Linked DNA regions of Pan troglodytes: region 1 is linked to region 2. The links are chromatin contacts, called in public HiChIP or PLAC-seq maps. All regions are on one chromosome and are shown on one strand. Each heading gives the region's core, a stretch centred on a gene start, on an enhancer-like site or on the middle of the called end of the contact. The rest is flanking DNA. Distances are from core to core; before and after follow the strand shown. Region 1 holds the start of FAM151B (family with sequence similarity 151 member B). Region 2 holds the start of MSH3 (mutS homolog 3).

The links. HiChIP or PLAC-seq counts read pairs in DNA pulled down with a chosen protein or histone mark.
Region 1: an H3K4me3 HiChIP or PLAC-seq map of stem cell-derived excitatory neurons shows a contact between it and region 2, with 4 times the contacts expected there. The contact joins the promoter of FAM151B here to the promoter of MSH3 in region 2. A contact is called at or near these places in 1 of 7 Hi-C or Micro-C datasets (stem cell-derived neural progenitor cells) and 1 of 1 datasets of contacts at active chromatin or transcription factors (stem cell-derived excitatory neurons).

What each region holds. Positions count from the first base shown.
Region 1 is chr4:35,564,400-35,569,766 of NHGRI_mPanTro3-v2.0_pri, forward strand. It overlaps FAM151B (family with sequence similarity 151 member B), which reads right to left and starts at 3,166. Exons shown (of 6, transcript XM_527209.6): 1 at 2,193-3,166. The coding sequence starts at 2,217.
Region 2 is chr4:35,402,073-35,407,333 of NHGRI_mPanTro3-v2.0_pri, forward strand. It overlaps MSH3 (mutS homolog 3), which reads right to left and starts at 3,137. Exons shown (of 21, transcript XM_054684241.2): 1 at 2,794-3,137; 2 at 1,227-1,347. The coding sequence starts at 3,021. It overlaps DHFR (dihydrofolate reductase), which reads left to right and starts at 3,145. Exons shown (of 7, transcript XM_009448936.5): 1 at 3,145-3,331; 2 at 3,686-3,735. The coding sequence starts at 3,246.

The DNA.
Region 1 (5,367 bases), core at 1,916-4,415, 160 kb after region 2:
GCTTAAGCGATTCTCCCGCCTCAGTCTCCTCCTGAGTGGCTGGGTCCACAGGTATGTGCCACCACCATACCTGGCTAATTTATTTGTTTTCTTTTGGAGAGATAAGGCCTCCCTGTGTTGCCCAGGCTGATCCAAACTCCAGGGCTCAAGCGATCCTCCTGCCTTTCAAAGTGTTCAGATTACAGGCGTAAACCACCACGCCCGGCCAGGACGGAACTTCTCACTATACATCCTATTGTGCCTTTTGAACTTTTTTATGTTGAGAATGTGTGTGTATGTGTGTGTGTGTGTGTTTAAGGGGGAAAAATGACATATAACGGAAGAATCTGGTTAAGAATTAGCTTTATCAATAACTCGGTAATGAGAAGAAATTTTTTGTTTTTGTTTTGAGACAGAGTCTCTCTCTGTTGCTCAGGCTGGAGTGCAGTAGCGCGATCTTGGCTCACCGCAAGCTCCGCCTCCCGGGTTCACGCCATTCTGCTGCCTCAGCCTCCGCAGTAGTTGAGACTACAGGCGCCGCCACCACGCCCGGCTAATTATTTTGTATTTTTAGTAGAGACAAGGTTTCACTGTGTTAGCCAGGATGGTCTTGATCTCCTGACCTCGTGATCCGCCCACCTCGGCCTCCCAAAGTGCTGGGATTACAGGCGTGAGTCACCGCGCCCGGCCCAAAAATTTGTTTTTTAAAAAATGGCATTTGTCAGGAATTGGACATTTTTCACTTGTGCACACATTTTATTCCAAGATTTTGTAAACCTTGCATCGATTCAGAAGAGAATCTGGATTTATACAGCCTGTGAGTGAGAATGGTGTAAGTCTTGAGTGTGAGCTTTGTCCTAGATTTGTTTGGATTCTTAGGAAAACTAGGCATTAAAAGGATTTATACTGAGAAGTAAAGAGCACAAGGGTTAAAAAAGGAAAACTCTGGTCTGAAGAAAATGTTCTATGGAGGTTTAGCACAGATCTTAAAAAAGAGAGAGAGAAAAAAGTTCACATCCTTTGATCCAGTAATTTCAGTTACAAGAATCGTGTCCAGGATAAAAACAAACCAAAAACATAACTGAGGAAGAACAATGCAAAAATGTTCATTACAGAATGAATTCTAACAAAACAAAACAAAACAGGAAACGACTGATTAACGTTCAGCGTTAGGAGACTGGTTAATTACAATATAATTGTATACAATATAATTGTATAAAACACTTCAGTCATTCACAATTATGTTTATAAAAACCTTGGTGACATGGGATAGTATAAGATGCAGGATTTTAAAAATTATGTTTACCATGACCTTAACTCTATTTTTAAGAGTCAGGGTTGTTAGAAAATACCAAAAAGTTAGTAGTGGTGCCTGTGGGTATCAGCATTTGGGGGATTTTTTTTTCCTATTTCCCTATACTAATATACTTTATAAATGTTCTATAATGGCATTTATCAGGACCTGGACATTTTTCGCTTACACACACATTTTATTCCAAGATTCTGTAAACCGTGCATCGATTCAGAAGAGAACCTGTATTTATACAGCCTGCTAGTCAGAATGGTGAAAGCGTGTATTATTTTTACAATTAGGGAAAAAAATCTAAACTGAAGAAAGAACGCGTCACTGACGTTGTCTCATGCCACTACTTAAGTTTACAGAAAAGATACTGTAACCTTCAAGAGCGGAACTGCTGTCCCGCGAGTTGAAGCATCTGATTCCAAGGGGAATCAAGCGAGCCGCACTCTGCCAGCTTTCCAGGCAGCGCGCTCAGCAGCGGGACTATGCCGGGCCGGCCCAGTCCGCATTCCCAAGCCTCCCCCAGCTTTCAAAGAGGAACCGACTGACCCAGACCGCCCCCATGCGGTCCGCTGAAATTAAGGATTAGGGAAACGTCACATTCCTTTCTTTCCAACTCAGACCTCAAAAGACACTGACCCTGCCATTCTCGACCTCCCCTAACGCCTGTCATTCTCGACCTCCCCTAACGCCTGTCCCTTAGAGCCCACCCGGCAAACCAAGGTCCTTGCCAGGCGATCGCGGGCGCGCCCCGAGTGCAGAGCGGGCTCCAAGCCCAGCCGCCCGGTTCTGCGCGGCGCGCTCCCAAGTCCCTAGCAAGGAAGACCGCGGGAGCCCGCAAAGGGAGGGTGCCGCCAGCGGAGCCTCTCAAAGCGCCCCACCTCCAGGCAGACGCCGCGCGCTCGGCGCTTACCTGGGCCTCCAGCGGATGCTGCCATGGTGACGACGCCCGCCGTCCGCGCAAGCGCCCAGGCTGGCGCCCCTGCTAACCGGGCACTGGTGGCAGGGAAGTTCGACTCCACAAACCACAGGCCTCGGCGGGGGAAGAGCCCGGCGGGCGCCAGCGAAGCGGAACCAAACGGAGCGGCGGCACGCAGGCGCAAAGGCTGGCGTTCGAGGTTCGTTTACGCGCCGCTCCGCCGTGCAGGTGGTGGCGAAGCGCTCCTCCGAAAGGTTTCGGAAGCCGGTGGTAGCTCTGAAGATAACGCTGCGTTAGGGCATACTGCGGCGGAGGATGGAACTCCGATTGAAAGCAGTTGCTGGAGTGGAGCACGAATTTCAAAAGTTGGGTATATTTTCTTTTAAATGTTAGTAATATCCTAAAAGGGTGTGGAATCATTACTGATAAAAATCAGTGTTTCTGGCCGGGCACGGTGGCTCAGGCCTGTACTCCCAGCACTTTGGGCGGCCGAGGTGGGCGGATCACTTGAGGTCAGGAATTCGAGACCATCCTGGCCAACATGGTTAAAACCCGTCCTTACTGAAAATTTAAAAAATTATCCTGGCGTGGTGGCGCGCGCCTGTAATCCCAGCTACTCGGGAGGCTGAGGCACAAGAATGGCTTGAACCGGAGAGGTGGAGGTTGCAGAGAGCCGAGATCGCTCCACTGCGCTCCGGTCTGTGCGATAGAGCTAGGCTCTGTCAAAAAAAAAAATAAATAAATAAAAAAGTTTTTATACAAAGTTACCGAGCTGATAACTTGAAGTTTTCTTTCCCCTTCTGTCTCTCCACCAGTGTTCACTCAGAAAACGCTCTCAGCAACTGGGTCCTCCCATCCACTGTCTTTCTAGCCCTCCTTAACTCATTACTTTTTGAAGCCAAACTAGTGATCAGAATTAACAACAAAGCTCTGCCATTTTCAGCTTCTGTGACCAAAAAACTCAATCTGCCAGTGCTACGTAGAGTTAGGATAACTAACATCACCTGACACGTAATACAAAGGGGAGCTATTCTTGCCCAGCCTTTCAGATAAAATATTTTTCATCACTCCAAAGCAATCACTCTCCATTTACCCCCTTCCTACCCCCAGGCAACAACTCATCTACTTTCTGTCTCATGAATTTGCCTATTCTGGAATTTCATGTAAATAGAATCACAGACTGTATGTATGATCTTTGTAACTGGCTTCTTTCACTTAGCATGTTTTCAAAATTCATCCATGTTTTAGCATGTATCAGTACTTCCTTCCTTCTTATGTTGGAATAAATTCCAGTTTGTAAATACCACATTTTATGTGTGTCCATTCAACAGCTGATGGACATTCGGGTTGTTTCTACATTTTGTCTTTTATGAATGCTGCTGCTATGAACATTCATGGACAAGTTTTGTGTGGACGTATATGAATACATTCCTGTGTACATATCTGTGTACATACCTAGGAGTGGAACTACTTGTTCATATAGTAACTGTTAACTGTGTGAGGAACTGCCAGTTTTGCAAATCAGCTGTACCATCTTTCATTCCCACCAGCAATGTATGAAGATTCCAATTTCCCCACATCCTTACCAGTCAGTACTTGTTATTATGTGTTTTTTAAATTATAGCTATCCTAGTAGATATGAAGTACTACCTCATTATCTTGATTTGTAGTTCCCTACTAATAATATTGAGCATATTTTCAGGTGCTTATTGGTCATTTATATATTTCCTTTGGAGAAATGTCTTCTCAAATCCTGTGCTCATTTCAATTGTGAGAATTCTTTATATAGTCTCAATACAAGTCCCTTAACAGATAATTTGCAAATATTTGCAATATTTTCTCCCATTGTGCAGATTGTCTTTTCACTTTCTTGATGGCATTGATTGCAGTACAAGTCTTTTTTTAAAAACTTGTTTTTCTTTTTTTTTAGATGAAGTCTCACTCTGTTGCCCCAGGCTGGAGTGCAGTGGCACGATCTCGGCTCACTGCAACCTCCACCTCCCGGGTTCAAGCGATTCTCCTGCCTCAGCCTCCTGAGTAGCTGGGATTACAAGCACGCACCACCACGCCTGGCTAATTTTTGTATTTTTAGTAGAGACAGGATTTCACCATGTTGGCCAGGCTGGTCTCGAACTTCTGACCTCAAGTGATCCACCCGCCTCAGCCTCCCAAAGTGCTGGGATTACAGGCATGAGCCACTGTGCCCGGCTTTTTTTTTTTTTTTTTTTAACTTTTAACTTCAGGGGTCCAAGTGCAGGTTTGTTACATAGGTAAACTGTGTCATAGGGGTTTGTTGTACAGGTTGTTTCATCACCCAGGTATTAATCCTAGTACCCATTCATTGTTTCTCCTGCTCTCCCTCCTCCCACCCTCCACCCTCCAAAAGTCCCAGTGTGTTGTTCCCCACTCTGTGTCCATGTGTCTCATCATTTAGCTCCCACTTGTAAGTAAGAGCATGCAGTATTTGGTTTCTGTTCCTGCATCAGTTTGCTAAGTTTTTATGACATATTGGTCACAATATTACAATATTTTCATATATTTTACAATAACTGACTCAAAATTCCTCTTCACTGTCCTTATTTTTAGAGCTGCATGTTGAAGTGTGAGGCGTGAAAGGGTATGTCTGATATTTGCTTTAAAATGCTCCAGCAAAGAAATTAAGGGATGGATGAAGCAAAAGAGGTAAGTCTTGATAGTGCTGACTCGGAGGATTGTTGTAGGCTGGGTATATAGATTTTCATCCTACTATTTCCTTTACTTCTGAGTGTTTGGAAATTTTATGGTAAAAATAAGTCTAATTACTTTTTTGGCACAAAAAAAGGTTTTGTAAGTTAAGGGTACATGCTGCACTGGGGAAAGAATATAACGATTAGAATGTGAGACACAGGCCCCAATTTGAGTCTGGGGCTGCTTTTGGTGACATCTAAACATGAATAAAGGCCAGGCATGGTGGCTCACACATGTAATCCCAGTACTTTGGGAGGCTGAGGCAGGAGGAGACCATGACTTTGAGACCAGCCTGGACAACATAGTGAGACCCATCTCTACAAAAAAATAAAAAACAAGCCAGGTGTGTCGGCATGTGCCTGTAGTATCAGCTAATCAGGAGGCTAAGGTGGGAGGATTGCTTGAGCCCAGGAACTCAAGGCTGCAGTGAGCCATGATCACA
Region 2 (5,261 bases), core at 1,887-4,386:
TTGACCCTAAAATTCAAATTTTACCTTTTATGGAAGGATTAATATTTTACATATATCTCCATTGGACAGATACCTCTATCTGAATCGGGACTTTTTTTTTTTTTTCTCATTCTCTTTACCTAATTTCCTGAGGATAATGAATAAAGATGGATTTCCTGTCTTCCCTTATCACAAATTCTCTGATACCATAAAACTAGAGAAAAATCTGCTCAACTGTCTATATGCAACGCCACCTCTAGAAATCCAGGAACTCAGGCACTCAGGCAGGCTGGGTTTTTATTTATTTATTTTTGCTGTTTTTTGTTTGTTTTTTGTTTTGAGACAGAGTCTCGCTTTGTTGCCCAGGGTGGAGTGCAGTGGCACAATCTTGGCTCACTGCAACCTCCGCCTCCTGGGCTCAAGTGATTCTCCTGCCTCAACCTCCCAAGTAGCTGGGATTACAGGCAACCACCAGCACGCCCAACTAATTTTTGTATTTTTAGTGGAGATGGGATTTCACCATGTTGGCCAGGCTGGTCTTAAACTCCTGACCTCAGGTGATCCACCTGCCTTGGCCTCCCAAAGTGCTGAGATTACAGGTGTGAGCCCCCGCGCCCAGCCTAGGCATGCTGTTTTTATTCAATGCCTTTTACAGACACAAAGAGCAGCTCTAAGCAAAAAAAAAGCGGGGAGAGTAGATCTGCAGGTCCTGATACTGAAAATTGTTCAAAATTTTCTATTAAGTAGAAAAAGATAGTAGCAAATTGGTATAGAATATAATATAATCTGTAAAATATATTTAAACTAATTTTTGAGCTTATGACTATGCACATATACACGTATAAATTTTTAAAATCTGGAAGTATATACAGAACACCAATAGCAGTGGGCCTCACTCAAAGGGAGGGATTATGGGGTCTATCACTGCCTACCTTCCACATTTCTGTACTGTTTGAAATTTCTGTAGCAAGAATGTTTTAATTTTATAACCAGGACAAAAATAGCTAGAAGGAATAAAGGAGAAAGTTGGGAGAACTACAGCTAAATTGCAGAATTCTAGCTCTACCATCCCCTTAACCTCTTATACACATCACCATCACCTATAGGGGGCCACTCTGCTCAGGAACAAAAGGGACCTTTCTCCACAAAGAAAAAAGACACAATTCTAATAGGCTCTTCTGCCCTCTGGAGAATTCCAGAATACCAGAGCCATGACTGAGGAGAAAAAAGAATCCCCCACAACTCACCAGAGTTGCCAGACATTCCCAGATCACTTCCTCCTTCCTTTTGTTGGACTTTCTTTACTTTCTTTTTAACAGGCCCATCATTTTCCAATGGTCTCTTCTTTCTTCTGCCAATTTCTGTAGCCTATATCGGGAAGGTTAGAAAATGATGTGTTATCTCTACTCTGAGAAGGCCTGACGTATGTGAAGCAATTTAAACCTTACAACTGAATGACAAGGTTCCTTGCCATCCACTCTTCAAAGAATCCTCTACTTTTAGCTCTGGAAAACCCTATGGGTGAACTGTTTTTAACACCATAAAAGACAAGGTAGACTCTGATAGTCAGGAGCCTCAGCAACTGAAGCCGTGTTTAGAATTAATTGAAACCAAGGCTGCTACCAGTCTTGACTCAATGAGCCTTCAGCTTTCTTTAATTATAAAACTTGAATCACCCTACTTACATATGCTAAATAAAATACCTCTAAGAAATAAACAGTTATGTAGCAAAGGCACAGAGGGGAAAAGATAGGTAATAAAAGAACAGTATCATTTTTGACATGTTCATTGCAATTTAAGTGTTTCCTGTTTAAACGGTTTATGTTCATCACTAAAGATGTGACAAGATTATGAACTTTTTCTTGGCAGAAAACTTGCCAAAAGCATACATAAGTCCTTCACCAGCTACCCTTTAAATGGTGGGTACAAAATTTTGGTGAATTCATGAAAATGTAGCTCGTCCTCAAAAAAAACAGAAGAGGAGTAATCATTTTAAGGGAGAAATATATACGAAAGGAACAAGATTTTGAAGCACCCAAGCTGTCACCTACATTAAAACACGGTAGGTGGCTAAAAACCAGTCTTCAATGCCCTTGCACAGCCTCAGTCTGAAAAATACTGTGCAGGTGACCCAAGTGAGGGGTCACCCTTGGCCTTTTCCTGTGGCAGTATCTCTGGTTTAAAAACAAACAAACGTACTTATTGCGTTGAAGGATGGCAACAGGAAGGACTCCATGATTAGTCACATCTATACCATTCTAAGAAACTTTATCCACCCAAATTGTATTTCAGACTTTATAATCTAAACTACAAAAAGTGTTCACTGGGGAACTGCACAATATGACTGCTTTTAACCGTAGTGATTTCAAATATTGAGCCATGCTGTTGCAGTCTTAAAAACTGGAGACCTAAGGGCAGCTTTCTTCTAGTCACCCAATCCAGCACTTTTTTAAAAAATCAGTAAAACTCTTCGACCACCAAGGAAAAAAAAAAAGGATGGAGGTTAAAAGACGCACCCCTTGCCCACAAGCTCCCTCATCAGTATGCGAGTCAGGAGACCTGAGTTCCTGTCTCAGGCCTGCCATTAAAAACCTGCGTAACCTTTGCCTATCTCCTCAAACGGAAGTACTAAAACCTCAGCGCTTCACCCAGTTTGTAGCCCCGGCTGGGCTCTTCCCACCTTCCCCTTCTTCAGCCCGCCCCTTCCTCCTCCAGCCCTATCATCGGGCGGAGGGTCCCCGCCTCCGCCCGCGTTACCCACAAGCCCCGCCCCCCCAGCCCCGATGGCCCTGCCCAGTCCCAGACAGAACCTACTACGTGCGGCGGCAGCTGGGGCGGGAAGGCGGGCGCTGGGGGCGCTGGGGGCGCTGCGGGCGCTGCGGCCGCTGCAGCGCCAGGGTCCACCTGGTCGGCTGCACCTGTGGAGGAGGAGGTGGATTTCAGGCTTCCCGTAGACTGGAAGAATCGGCTCAAAACCGCTTGCCTCGCAGGGGCTGAGCTGGAGGCAGCGAGGCCGCCCGACGCAGGGTTCCGGCGAGACATGGCAGGCCCGGCGGCAGGGCCCGGCGAGGAGCGCGAGCCCGCGGCCGCAGTTCCCAGGCGTCTGCGGGCGCGAGCACGCCGCGACCCTGCGTGCGCCGGGGCGGGGGGGCGGGGCCTCGCCTGCACAAATAGGGACGAGGGGGCGGGGCGGCCACAATTTCGCGCCAAACTTGACCGCGCGTTCTGCTGTAACGAGCGGGCTCGGAGGTCCTCCCGCTGCTGTCATGGTTGGTTCGCTAAACTGCATCGTCGCTGTGTCCCAGAACATGGGCATCGGCAAGAACGGGGACCTGCCCTGGCCACCGCTCAGGTATCTGCCGGGCCGGGGCGATGGGACCCAAACGGGCGCAGGCTGCCCACGGTCGGGGTACCTGGGCGGGACGCGCCGGGCCGACTCCCGGCGAGAGGATGGGGCCAGACTTGCGGTCTGCGCTGGCAGGAAGGGTGGGCCCGACTGGATTCCCCTTTTCTGCTGCGCGGGAGGCCCAGTTGCTGATTTCTGCCTGGATTCTGCTGCCTGGTGAGGTCTTTGCCCTGCGGCGCCCTCGCCCAGGGCAAAGTCCCAGCCCTGGAGAAAACACCTCACCCCTGCCCACAGCGCTCCGTTTGTCAGGTGACGCCCAAGGGATAATGTTTTGAGTAACGCTGTTTCTCTAACTTGTAGGAATGAATTCAGATATTTCCAGAGAATGACCACAACCTCTTCAGTAGAAGGTAATGTGGGATTAAGTAGGGTCTTGCTTGATGAAGTTTACCAGTGCAAATGTTAGTTAAATGGAAAGTTTTCCGTGTTAATCTGGGACCTTTTCTCTTATTATGGATCTGTATGATCTGTATGCAGTTCCCAAGGTTCATTTACCATTATTAAAAAATTTTTGTCTTAGAAATTTTATGTATGTCAACGCACGAGCAAATCATCAGGCATGGTGCAGAATTGGCAGCTGGGTGGAGGCTTCGGTGGAGGTTAGCACTCCGAAAGGAAAACAGAGTAGGCCTTTGGAACAGCTGCTGGAAGAGATAAGGCCTGAACAAGGGCAGTGGAGAAGAGAGGGTAAAAATTTTTTAAGGTTACATGACCCTGGATTTTGGAGATCTGGAATTTAAAGGTGATGCACCAGGGATGAACGCTCAGATTTTCAGTTTGAAAGCTGGCGTGACATGTAAAGGAGTGGAGAATAATGTACCATTGTAATGATGAGGCGCCTCTAGGACATCTAGGATAATTTCAGGCATGGGGATCTAGGTGAATTGAACTGTTGGAGGGAAGGGAATAACCAAGGAAAAGAATGTGGGGGTTGAGAGATGCCCCGTTTAAAACCTAAGAGACCTGGATATTTATGGTTGTAAGAGGAGGCATGGCAGAGGAAATGGAAACAGTAAGAAAGGAGCAGATGCTGCATCTCTTTAATGGGACAGATACAAGGCATTTGGGTTTGACACTTAGGTCACTGGTAGAGATGATGACAAGAGCCCATAGCTAAAGAATTGATAAAAGCCAGTCTCAAAAATCCCAATATAGTCTGGTAATGTTAATGTTTCTTTGGTTCAGATAGCTGACTCTCAAAGTTATTTTCCTAAGAAATTGAACCAAAAGTGGATGTTATATGTAAAAAGTTTTTATAGAAGTGTTAGTAGGATAGAGACATAATTAAACATGTTTTAAGATAATTGAGTGGAACATTAAGCACCTATTTTTAAAAGTATGATTTAATATCAATCTACAAAGTACACAAATATAATACAATTGTATCAAACAGTTGTGACAGCACTGATTAGAGGCTGAACATTATTCTAAGTCTTTAATTCCCACAACAACCCTAGAAGCAGGAACTATTGTTATCTCTATTTTATAGATAAAGAAAGTAAACCACAAGGGGTTAACACGATTTGTCTTGTGGATGACAAAATGCATTCAACTTGAGCACTTTGACTCAGAATCTTTTTTTTTTTTTTTTTTTTAAGAGGGAGTCTTGCTCTGTCGCCCAGCCTGGAGTGCAGTGGCGCCATCTCCGCTCACTGCAAGCTCCGCCTCCCGGGTTCACACCATTCTTCTGCCTCAGCCTCCTGAGTAGCTGGGACTACAGACGCCTGCCACCACACCTGGCTAATTTTTTGTATTTTTAGTAGAGACGGGGTTTCACCGTGTTAGCCAGGATGGTCTCGATCTCCTGACCTCGTGATCTGCCCATCTCGGCCTCCCCAGAATCTTTACTATGTCATACACAATTGCAAATGATTAA